Regions from separate parts of the Sus scrofa genome. Here all the other regions are linked to region 2. Evidence: chromatin contacts called from public Hi-C and HiChIP or PLAC-seq data. All regions are on one chromosome and are shown on one strand. Each heading gives the region's core, a stretch centred on a gene start, on an enhancer-like site or on the middle of the called end of the contact. The rest is flanking DNA. Distances are from core to core; before and after follow the strand shown.

What was found. Hi-C and Micro-C count contacts between places; a contact is called where the count stands out from the background. HiChIP or PLAC-seq counts read pairs in DNA pulled down with a chosen protein or histone mark.
Region 1: a Hi-C map of liver shows a contact between it and region 2, with 5 times the contacts expected there. The contact joins the promoter of ARL10 here to the promoter of RNF44 in region 2. A contact is called at or near these places in 2 of 47 Hi-C or Micro-C datasets (liver and skeletal muscle) and 2 of 2 datasets of contacts at active chromatin or transcription factors (alveolar macrophages and skeletal muscle).
Region 3: an H3K27ac HiChIP or PLAC-seq map of skeletal muscle shows a contact between it and region 2. The contact joins the promoter of KIAA1191 here to the promoter of RNF44 in region 2. A contact is called at or near these places in 1 of 5 promoter capture datasets (liver), 1 of 47 Hi-C or Micro-C datasets (heart right ventricle) and 2 of 2 datasets of contacts at active chromatin or transcription factors (alveolar macrophages and skeletal muscle).
Region 4: a contact with region 2 is called in an H3K27ac HiChIP or PLAC-seq map of alveolar macrophages. The contact joins the promoter of SIMC1 here to the promoter of RNF44 in region 2. A contact is called at or near these places in 1 of 5 promoter capture datasets (fetal liver), 1 of 47 Hi-C or Micro-C datasets (embryonic fibroblasts) and 1 of 2 datasets of contacts at active chromatin or transcription factors (alveolar macrophages).

What each region holds. Positions count from the first base shown.
Region 1 is chr2:81,505,047-81,507,746 of Sscrofa11.1, reverse strand. It overlaps ARL10 (ADP-ribosylation factor-like protein 10), which reads left to right and starts at 1,403. Exons shown (of 4, transcript XM_003354188.4): 1 at 1,403-1,683; 2 at 2,320-2,521. The coding sequence starts at 1,501. It also overlaps a transcript of KIAA1191 not described here.
Region 2 is chr2:81,371,025-81,373,724 of Sscrofa11.1, reverse strand. It overlaps RNF44 (RING finger protein 44), which reads right to left and starts at 1,298. Exons shown (of 11, transcript XM_013994879.2): 1 at 1,259-1,298.
Region 3 is chr2:81,522,313-81,525,012 of Sscrofa11.1, reverse strand. It overlaps KIAA1191 (KIAA1191 ortholog), which reads right to left and starts at 1,437. Exons shown (of 9, transcript NM_001252388.1): 1 at 1,266-1,437.
Region 4 is chr2:81,612,363-81,615,062 of Sscrofa11.1, reverse strand. SIMC1 (SUMO-interacting motif-containing protein 1) reads left to right here and starts at 1,361. Exons shown (of 10, transcript XM_005661476.3): 1 at 1,361-1,634. The coding sequence starts at 1,506.

The sequences.
Region 1 (2,700 bases), core at 154-2,653, 130 kb before region 2:
TGGTGTGGCTTAGCGGGTTAAGAATCCAACTAGAGGAGTTCCTGTCATGGCGCAGTGGTGAATGAATCCGACTAGGAACCATGAGGTTGCAGGTTCGATCCCTGGCCTTGCTCAGCGGGTTGAGGATCCAATGTTGCTGTGGGCTGTGGTGTAGGTCCCAGACGTGGCTCTGGAGTAGGCCAGTGGCCACAGCTTTGATTGGACCCCTAGCCTGGGAACCTCCATATGCCGCAGGAGCGGCCCTAAAAAAGGCAGAAAGACAAAAAAAAAAAAAAAAAGAATCCAACTAGAATCCATGAGGACGCAGGTATGATCCCTGGCCTCGTTCAGTGGGTTAAGGATCCCTCATTGCCATAAGCTAGGCATAGATCACAGATTTGGTTCAGCTGTGATCAGACCCCTATCCTGGGAACTTCCACATATCGAAGGTCGGGTCTTGAAAAGGAAGGGGAAAAAAAAAAAAAAAAATATATATATATATATATACATATATATAACTAAGATACTATCAAAAGACTTACCAACAAGCAGTCTTGTTAGAGATCCTGGTGAGTACAGTTTCTCTGGGTGGGTGAGGCAAGGAATAGGAAAGGCACATTACCTGGAAGTTGGGCTGAAATTCGAAGGAGAGGTAGTAACCAAAGGCAAAGGAAACAGGAAAGATGGGAGCACACCTGTGGGTGACTAGAAAAATGCCCAAGGCCCCCCAGTATATAAGATGGCTTGGGGTGGTTTACAATAAAAATACACCCATTCAACCCACAGCCCCTCACAGGATCCTTCTCTTAAGCACCTCAGGCCCCATTTCTCCTGCTGCTTCTGGTGCGAGGCCTAGAAATTTTGGCAGTCACCAGGGGACACCCAGGACAAGTCAGGTCTAAATAGTGACTCCTGGCCCTGCCTGCTTCATCAGGACGCCAAGAGACCCCAAAAGAGCAAAACCCCCTGAGAGTTAGAAAGCAAACAAAGGAAGGTATACAGCACTAAGAGTCAGGGACCTGGGTTCCAGTCTGACCTCTGCCACTCCATAATAATTCCTCCCGCAAATCTTGAAGGATGCCCAGGAAACACATCGCTTGGGTTTGAATGCAGGCTGCACCAACGCACTATGGTATAACTTGGGCCTCGGTTTCCCCTTCAAAGACTCAATGTTTTAAGGGGTAACCTAGAACAGCTGTGAGATAACCCCTTGGCACACAGCAAGTACTCGCTAGATGCCAATATCACCGCCTCTTGTTCTGCCCAGGCACAGCCTCTCGCTCCACACCACACCTTGCAGAGTGGGCGGGAGGTCCCTGTGCTCCAGCCTGCGCCCCCGCTCCCGCCGCCGGGGCGCGGGCAGCCTGTCGCGACAGCGGTGGTGCATTGTGGGGCTTGTAGTGCGGGGCTGGCTTGGGTGGGTGGGCGCGGCCGCGGCAGTCGCAGCGGGGCCATCTTCGGCAGGCCGGCTGGCTCGGCCTGTGCAGCCGGCTCCCGCGCCCGCGCCCCTCGCCCGGCCCGATGGCGCCGCGGCAGCTGAGCCCCTTGGTGCTGGCGCTGGGCGGCGCGGCAGCCGTGCTCGGCTCGGTACTCTTCATCCTCTGGAAGACCTACTTCGGCCGCGGACGGGAGCGGCGTTGGGACGGAGGCGAGGCCTGGTGGGGCGCGGAGCCCGCCCGCCTTCCGGAGTGGGACGAGTGGGATGTGAGTGCCTGGAGGGGACCTGCGCCTCCGTGCATGCAGCCAAGGGGTGTGACCACCACCTTGCGGGTTGGGGGGATTGACGCCGCAGGCCTCGCGCGGGTGGGCGCTAGAGCGTCCCAGAACCGAGAAACCGACCGGCGTTTGGGGGTAATGTGTGGCGCTATCTTGAGCCGCCATAAGCCTTTGAGCTTCCTCGCTGGCGCCGGAGCGCGAGGGCGCGGCCCCGGAGCGCTGTCGAGCCCGCGCCCGGTCCAGCGCGCGCCTGCTCGGCGCCTGCGCAGTGCGCAAGACTCGGGGGATGTCGGGAAAAGCGACCCCGACCCTTGCCCCCGCCCTCGCTCCCTCCAGCCAGCGTCTCATTCGCTTGTTTCCCGGATTTTGTGGTTCCTGTGGCTGTGGGATGTAGGAATTGTCTGAGGCTCGTGGAGGAGGAGTTTGCTCGAGGCCATTGAGGGAAAGCCAGAAGAACGGGGTTTGGGATTCAGGACTCCATAGACAGCACTTGTCCTTCTGCACCAGAGCGGGCCTGGCTGCCACTTGAGGGCTTGGGGCGGGGGGGCGCTTTGGGCCTTCTGTCTACCCTGGGGAAGGGTCAGGCGGGAGGGTGTCGATCGCAGCCTGACACGTGCCCCACAGCCCGAGGACGAGGAGGACGAGGAGCCTGCGCTGGAGGAGTTGGAGCAGCGTGAGGTGCTGGTGCTGGGGCTGGATGGCTCTGGGAAGAGCACGTTCCTGCGCGTGCTGGCCGGGAAGCCACCGCTGGAAGGCCACATCCCCACCTGGGGCTTCAACTCTGTACGGCTGCCCACGAAGGACTTCGAGGTGGACCTGCTGGAGAGTGAGCAGATCCCCCTCCTCGCCCCCCCCCACCACGCACAAACACCGGCTCCCCATCATGTCAGCTGGACCCAAGCCAGGGATTTTATCCAAAAGCAGGACGCATTCGGTAGAAAATCCTTCCCATGTCTCCCTGGGGCCTAGGATACAGCCCAAACTCTGTATTCTGGCTCACCTATA
Region 2 (2,700 bases), core at 49-2,548:
ATGGTTAAAAACAGAGCCTCTGAAGCCAGCCCACTTGAGCTTGGACCCTGGCTCTGCCTTTCAACATCTTGGTGACCTTGAGGAAGTCATCGCCTCTGTGAGTCTGCCCAGGTGTAAAATGGGAGTGACTGTACCTACCTCAGTGAGTCATTAGTGGCTCTGACTGTGTGTGAACCTTCTGTGGTACCTGCCTAACTTTCTGGGTCAGGGTCTGAACTTGAATGCTTGAGGTTTGAGGGTATGGCATTGGGAGGGGCTCCCATATCTGACTCCCTCCCCTGTGTAGGTCTCACCACTGGATCTCAGAGGGTCTGCAGAGGAAGGAGCAGGTACTGTCACATCATCCAAAGATGAAAATCGGGGGCTGCGAGAGTGGGGGAGCCTGGCAAATCCAGAGAGATGAGTCCAATCGAATTCTCCGTTTTCCCTCCATCTTAAGTGTCTTGCCTACTCCAAGGCCAGCTTCCTACGCCCACATCGCCTTCTAGGCCCCCGGCAACATCTCCACTCGGGCTCAAAGGCCCTCAGCTGTGTGACCTTGGCAAGACACAGACCCTCTGGAACGCCCACCTTTCTACACCCTCAAAGTAGTAACGACGCAGCTGGCATGCTGTGGTCTGTTCCTCAGAGGCAGAGCCACTCCGGGGCAGGGTTCGGGTCGCTCTGGATTTCAGGGGCTGGGACATGGAGCACTGGAAAAGTGTTTGGGACAGACGTGACGAGACCAAAGAGCTGCTGCTCTGCCTGGACGCCAGGGCCCCAGCCGAAGCCGAAACCCGCCAGCGGATGTGAGAGGGGCATGCGCGGGACGCAGGGCACGCTGGGAGTTGCTGTTCCCAGGCGCTCCGCATACTGGGGCACTTGGACCTGGCGGGCGAAGGGGCTCTGGCGCCAGGTTCGGAGACAACGAGCTGTGGCCCTGCGGAGGCAGGCAGCGGCCTCACTGGAAGTCCCTGCGCTACCCTGCCAGCCCGCGGCCGCCCCCTATCGCTCCGTCCTCGCTGGCCCCGCGCCTGGGGAGCACGGCGTAGGGTTCAGGCCGGGGGTTACCTGGGGCCGCGACGGGGCTCCACCCCCACCGAGCGGCCGGCGCGTCGCTCCCGCTGCAGCCGGGGGTCCCGGTCCCGCTACGGCTCGAACGCCGCCGGCCGCGGCAGCCCCTCAGGCCTCACAGGCCCCACACAGTGGAACCGTCCACGGACTTCTTCACCTGGGCGCGCGCGCCCGCGCGCGCGCGGAGCCCACACCAGCTGCGTACCTTTACCCTCGCTCCCGCGCGCGCGTGTGGAAGTACCTGGACTACACCAAACGCGCGGGAGCGGAGGGTGGGAGGAGGCGGGGCGTGATTCGGCCACGCCCATTCGGTGTCCAGCCGCAAAGGGCGCGCAAGGACGAAGCGTCCAGGGCCTGACAGACCAGCTTCCACCTTATTACCCGTGTGACCTTGGATGTGTGACTAAATAGGAAAGATAATAATGACTCCGTGGCCGTTTAAAGAACCTTCGCTTCGCGGACAGTTTTTTCTGCTCCCCCAAGCCTCGGAATTTTGTGGGTTAGTCAGGTATCGATATACAAAGAGCAAAGACTGGGGCCCGCAAAGCTTGGTTTCTCACTATGAATCATTCTCTGAGCTTCAGTTTCCTCGGTCTGTGAAATGGAAGCGATAATACCGCCTTCCAGAGGTAGGGAGACTCTAGTGACAAAAGAACGCCTATATCCATCGCTAGAGCCTGGACCACAGCCGATACTTGTTCAGGCCAGGCATCCGCAGTCCCAGAGGGGATCCCAGCAGCCTGCATCCGTGGGTATAATTAGCCCGAGAGGACTACGACTCCCAGCGCGCCCCACTCCCGCAGGGTCTTGCCGGGAATTGTAGTCTCTGCATGTCTTGACTCTCAGAGGCTGGCGCCAGGAGGACCCTTTTTCTCAACCTAGAACTTGGCACTTCTGAGGAGGGCTGTTTTAAGCCCGCTGCCTCGAAGCCGACTTATTTTTTAAAGTTTATATTTGTTGAGCTCTTCCCATGTGCTAAGCAATGTTCTAAGTGCTTAACATAAATTAACTTAGTTGTTACCTTAATGTCCAGCAACCCAGTGAAGAAATATTTTTATTGTCCCTCTTTTGTAGATTTGAACCCTGAAGCATAGCGAGCTGAAAGGATTTTGCTAGGAAGTGACAGGGCCCAGGATTTCTTCTCAGGTCCGATATCCAGAGCCTGCTTTCTGCCTCACTCTGGCTCATCCTTTAAATAAATGGTTTTGTTTTGTTTTGTTTTCTCTTTCTTTTTAAAATAGGAACTACATTAAAGCCTAATTCAGGATGTACTTTGTAACTGTACAGTAAAATGCAAAAGTCTCATGCGTATAGCTTAGTGCAGTCTTCATAAATGTATACCTCTGTATTAACAAAAATCCAGTCAAGATCTAGAATATTTTCAGTCACTCCAGAAAGTTCCTTCTTGGCCCCTCCAAATCAGCTTCCTCCGGATGTTAACTGTTGATCTGGTTCCTATCACTGTAGATTTGTTTTCTGTGCTTAGAACTTCGTGTCAATGGAATGGCTGGCTGTATAAATTCTGTCTTCTTTCCTTCTGCATCAAGTTTTTGAGATCCAATCTGTTGCATTTGTCTGTCCTCCCCACCCCCAACTTTATTGCAATCTAATTTACATATAACATTATGTAAGTTTAAGGTATACAGT
Region 3 (2,700 bases), core at 188-2,687, 150 kb before region 2:
ATGATGCCACAGACATATTGGATCCTTAACCCACTGTGTCATGGCAGGAACTCCTCATTGTGGTGGTTTTGTTTTTTGCTTTTTAGCACCACAGGTGCAGCATATGGAGGTTCCCAGGCTAGAGGTTGAATTCAAGCTGCAGCTGCCGGCCTATGCCACAGCCACAGGAACACCAGATCTGAGCCCAGTCTGCAACCTACACCGCAGCTTGTGGCAACGCCAGATCTTTAACCCACTGAGCGAGGGACTGAATCCACATCTTCATGGGTACTAGTCAGGTTCATTTCTGCTGAGCCAAAACGGGAACTCCCTCATTTTGTTTTTAAAGTTAGGCTCAGGGTCAAAATAACCTGACCCACAGAAAGGGGCTAGGTACCACAGTGGGTAAATTCATTCTTTGCTGAAACGATGACTGATATTTAAATGAGGAGTTTATACATTTATCTTGTGTTTTAACCCTTGCAATGACCCTGCAAAGCAAGCATTGTTTATCCCCAATTTAAAGAGAAGTAAACTAAAAAAGCAGAAGTGATTTGTCCAAGGTTACAGATAAGTGGCCCATTTATAAGACAGGTATTTCACTCCCATTTTACAGGGGAATTCAAACAAAGCCCTAGGAAAGCCAACTTACTTGCTTTTCAACTTGCTACACTGCCCCGTCTATCCTGACGGAGCTCCAGTCAGAAAATCCGTTAGTTCTTCATCAAAGGGCATCGTAGAAACCAAAGTCTGGCCACCCTCCAGGTTCGGGCAACATTCTGACCCCGAACCTCCCCTTCCACTTCGCGGTGCCAATCTCCCCCCTCCTTCCCCGCAGGGCTCTGACTTCTCCTTCACAAGATACAGGACAATGACACCAGGATGTGAAAGGCCTGGGCTGAGTCAACCGCCTCTTCAACCGGAGAGGCTAAGAAAGACTAAACAGATTAGTCGGGGCCTGGCCCACGCCGAAGGTTCCCCAGGGCAGGGCAAGTAGGAGGCTTCAGACGTGAAGGCGAGGAGCGAGGGTCCAGGACTAGGCTGGCCCGGTGAAGTCGGGGCTAGGCCAAGTGCCGGGGCTGCCTGGGTATCAGAGCGAAACCCACAGGGGACCACAAAAGGCGGGGCGACAGAGGCACGCAGTGGTCTGGCCAAGATCTGAGCCCCGGTAAGGGGAGAAGGGAGAGGGGCCGCGAGGCCCAAGACCCGGACCTCGGTGGAGGGACCAGGGCACGCCCCTCCGTACCTGCAAAAGACAGAGCCCCAGGCCCGGCTCATCTGGTTACCTGTTCTGCCGCCGCCGCGGAGCTGCCTGCGGCCCGAGCTCCGACACTAAAGATGTTCCAAGGACCCACGTTTCTCGAGAGGAAGTGGGGCAGTCGAGACGCAAGCCATGGTGTGAATGGCACTGTGCCCGTGGCGACACCAAAGGCCCCAGGCACTGAGCAGGGAGTGAACTCAGGCTGCGGAACCAGCCCGCAGCCTGATAAAGCCTCCGGAGGTCGCGTCATTTCACGCGATACTTGGCCGGGGTTGGGGGTGAGTCTCGAGGAACGCTGGGAGTTGTAGTCCACAATCGGGAAAGCCCCGTGTCTTAGCTGCACGGCTGGATGGTGGAGCCTCCGCTCTGTGTGTGGAACCCAGCAGCTCCCAAAGTAAAAGCACCCTTTACCAGCACTCTATGCCCGGGTCTGTTTCAGACTGAGGGCAGATGGAGTGACACGACCAAACCCCTTTCACAGAGGGGAAATTGAGGCTCAGAGAGATTCAAAGACACTTTGAAAAGATGTGAAGTGAGCAGAGACCCTCTTCCAGGAACAGCTGAGTTAGGCAGTGTTTACCATTAGCAGAACCCAAAGGGGGAGCAAACCGAACCTGACTCCCCTAGGTAACGTGGTCGTAATATCATTTTCCTTTTACACTAGGAAAGTGACACTTGGAGAGGTGCCAACTCAAATGTCACATCCTGAAGGAAGACTTTTTTCCTAAAGGATTTACAAATATGACAAAGCAACAAAGTTGAGGAAGTAAAGGAATAAATCTGTCCACATTTCTACCCTACGTCCAAATCTTGTGGTCAAGGCACATCTCAAGAGGGCTGTAGGGAGTGGGGTTTGGATTTGACTTTTAGATTTCAGTGTTTGACCATAGGCCAAGCCCACTGGCAAAACTGAGAGGCTTTCCTCATGCACCTTTAAACCTGAGTGCCATCACCAGACCCTTGTTTGAGTGCACTGTTAATTAGAATCTTTTCTAAATTCTGTGATTAGTTTATAAATAGCACAATTACATTGCCCTGTGATTTTGTTGTTGTGTTGTTTCTGTTCAAAGTGTTACTTTGTAAATTTTGAACTTCTAAAATATACTATATAATTTTTACCCTCTGTGAAAGCAAAGCTGACTCTTGCCCTCCTCCATCAAAAGGAAGGCATCCCCATGCTGTACAGCGGAAAAATTAATTAAAAAAAAAAAAAAAAAAGGAAGGCACATTACATCTCAGTCAGGAGGGGAAGAAAGAGCATTTTTCAACCTGACATAAATCATAAAACAGGATCACTTTGTTTTGTTCTTATCCCCAAATTAATGAAAACTGAAGACTTTCCTGGAAGTTAATGACTCTAAGACTACTTTATCCCTGATTTTTTTTTTCCTTTGTCTTTTTAGGGCCCACCTGCAGCATATGGAAGTTCCCAGGCTAGGGGTCGAGTAGGAGCTGCAGCT
Region 4 (2,700 bases), core at 112-2,611, 240 kb before region 2:
GTCACCTTGCTGTACAGTAGAAAATTGACAGAATACTGTAAACCATCTATAATGGGAAAAAAATCATTAAAAATAAATAAATAAATAAATAAAGGAGTTAGAGCAGCAAGTGTCAGCTGAGACTGAAAAGAAGTAGTAACAGAGGTAAAGAGTACCAGAAGCCTAGATAAGTTAAATAAGCTAAATGTTTAATCGCATTTGGTGAAGACAATGAATCTCTTCACCACAAAGATGGTTTCACACCATCAGAACATCCGAAACCAGTGGGCCACAGACCAGTGGTTTTCATTGCGTGGTCCTCAGAACAGCAGCATCCACATCACCTGGGCACTTGTTAGCAATGAAAACTGGGCAGCCTCACCTCATACCAACTGAGTCAGAATCCTGGGGTTGGGCGTGGCAATCTGTGTTTTAACAAGCCTCTGGGTGATTCTGATGCTTACTAAAGTCTGAGAATTGCTGCTCTAGGCAGTGCTAAAAGAGCACCTGATAACAATTGCTTAAGAAACCAATCCCCTTTGCATAAACACGTTTTCCTTTGGATCTCTTAATACGTTTCACCAAATTGCTAGAGCCTGAGCAGCAACATTCTGTGTCCACCCCACGTTTATTGTAACACAGATCCCATCTGGTCCTCTGACTACCTACCACTTCTCCCTCCACTGGGTATATCTTTTTTGCTCACTCCTAACATGTAATTATTTATGATGTTTGCTCCTTCATCGCTTCTCTCTGTGCATTTTTTCAATTTCTGATCCTGCTACCAACTGAACAAATCTCTAAATCTCACGGTTTAAATTTGTGAGCGACATAGATTGTTGGTGAAACCGCACTGGTACAACTTGGGGGAGTCATTTGGCATCATTTATTGAAACAACAGAAACATCGCCTTTGACCCAGTAATTAGACTTCCAAGAATTGATTCTACAGAGGTACCTGCACATGTGTACAAAGAAGTGAAGCCTCTCTCCCCACACTCGGCCAGAGGCCAGCTCAACCACTCTCAGTCGGTGGCAAGGCCACCCTTTACGCCGCCAGTCCGAGGCCAGGTCCTACCCGGAGGGCCTCTCTCCCGGGGTCTCAGTTCACACCTCACTTCCCACTTCAGTCAGCAGCTGGGGAAGTTCTCACAGCCTCACCGTTCCGCGCGACCGCCCCCAACACCGGGCCAAGCCGGCTGCGACTTGATTTTCTCTCTCTCTCTCCCTCTTTTTTTCTCCTGAGTAACGAAGGACGAGGGCCACCGCCAAGCCCCGTGACCGCGGCTCCGACCGAGCGGAAGGCTACCCGCAGCCAGGGGGAGGGGCTCCGACGGGGCGGGGCCTGGCCGACGGGGCGGGGCTCGGGGCGGGAAGGGGCGGGGCGCAGGGTGATGGCCCAGGTTGTCGCCGCCGCCGCCGCTGCCGCCGCCTCAGCCACAGGAACTGAAGTCGCCGCCGCTCCCTTAGCTGCCGCCTCCTGGGTCGCCGGCCGCCCGCGCGCTGGCTCGGCCGGGACCCGCAGCCATGGAGGACTTCATCGTGATCTCGGACGACAGCGGCTCCGAGAGCTCCGGGGGGAATCGCTCCGGCCGGGCACGGAGGCTCCGCCGGGCCCTGTCCCGGACCCCTGGCACGCTGCCCCGCCGTACCGTGGTGAGTGAGCGAGCCGCCTCTCGCCCAGCCCCGCCTGGGCTGGAGCGCCGCCCCTACTAGGGATACCCGCGGCCCGGCCTGCCGCCTCGGGCTGCCCCGCGGCCCGCCCCTGGGCGCCTCACAGCTGCAGCCGCTTCCCGCCTTGCCGCCTTCCCGGCGTGTCCCGCCCCGAGGAGCGCGTCGGGCCCGGGCCGGGGTAGCCAGGCCTCCCGCGCTCCGGGCTCAAGCCCGAGCAGGCTGAGGCTGGAGAGTGGGGGCCGAGCACATGGAAGAGGTCCTGGCGCGCCTGGTGGTGGGGGTGCTGGAGCCCACAGCGGGCGGAGGCCGGGCCGCAGGCTTCCCCGATCTTTGGCAGGACCGGTGGCTGGGGGTCCGTGGGGACGCGAGGTCCTGAACCTCGAGGCGGGGACGCGGGAGCGTGTAATTGTTTGGCTTGTGGTGGGTACAGATGTATGCAGGGGAGGTAACAGGAGCCCAGGCTCGGAGGGAGGGAAGCCAGGGCCTGGGCCAGATGGTGGCTGCGCTCCAGGGCCTGGCAGCGGAGTGAGGGGCCCGATTTTGGAGTTGTGCGGGGGGCGGGGGGGTGATTTATTTCGCTGAGCAAACATTCACCAAGCTCTAAAGGGAGGGAAACATCTCTCACGATTTCTTTTTCCTTCAGGCTCCTTAGTCTTTGTCCTTCCTGAGGTGGTGAATAAAACATCTATGTCCCTGCCTTTCTAGAATCCTCCACAGATATTTATTGAACCCCTACTTTGAGCCAGATGCCCTAGGAGCTCGGAATATGATGGAGAACACAGCATCCGTGGCTCCTGTCATAGAAGGTGATAATCAACAAGTGGCTATTGAGTACTCAAGGGATGGGAGACGGCGTTCTCTCAGGAGACTCAGCATCAGACTTCCAACAATCTTCCCAGCCGCCCAAAGCCACACCCCAGAAATAACAGAATTGTCACGCTGACGTCATTTGTAAAGGCCTTCCTTCATATGCAAATACACCGTCCATACTAATCTAGTTTCTGCTTCTCCAGTCCCCTTCCCACAGAGAGCCACTTCTGTGTCCCAG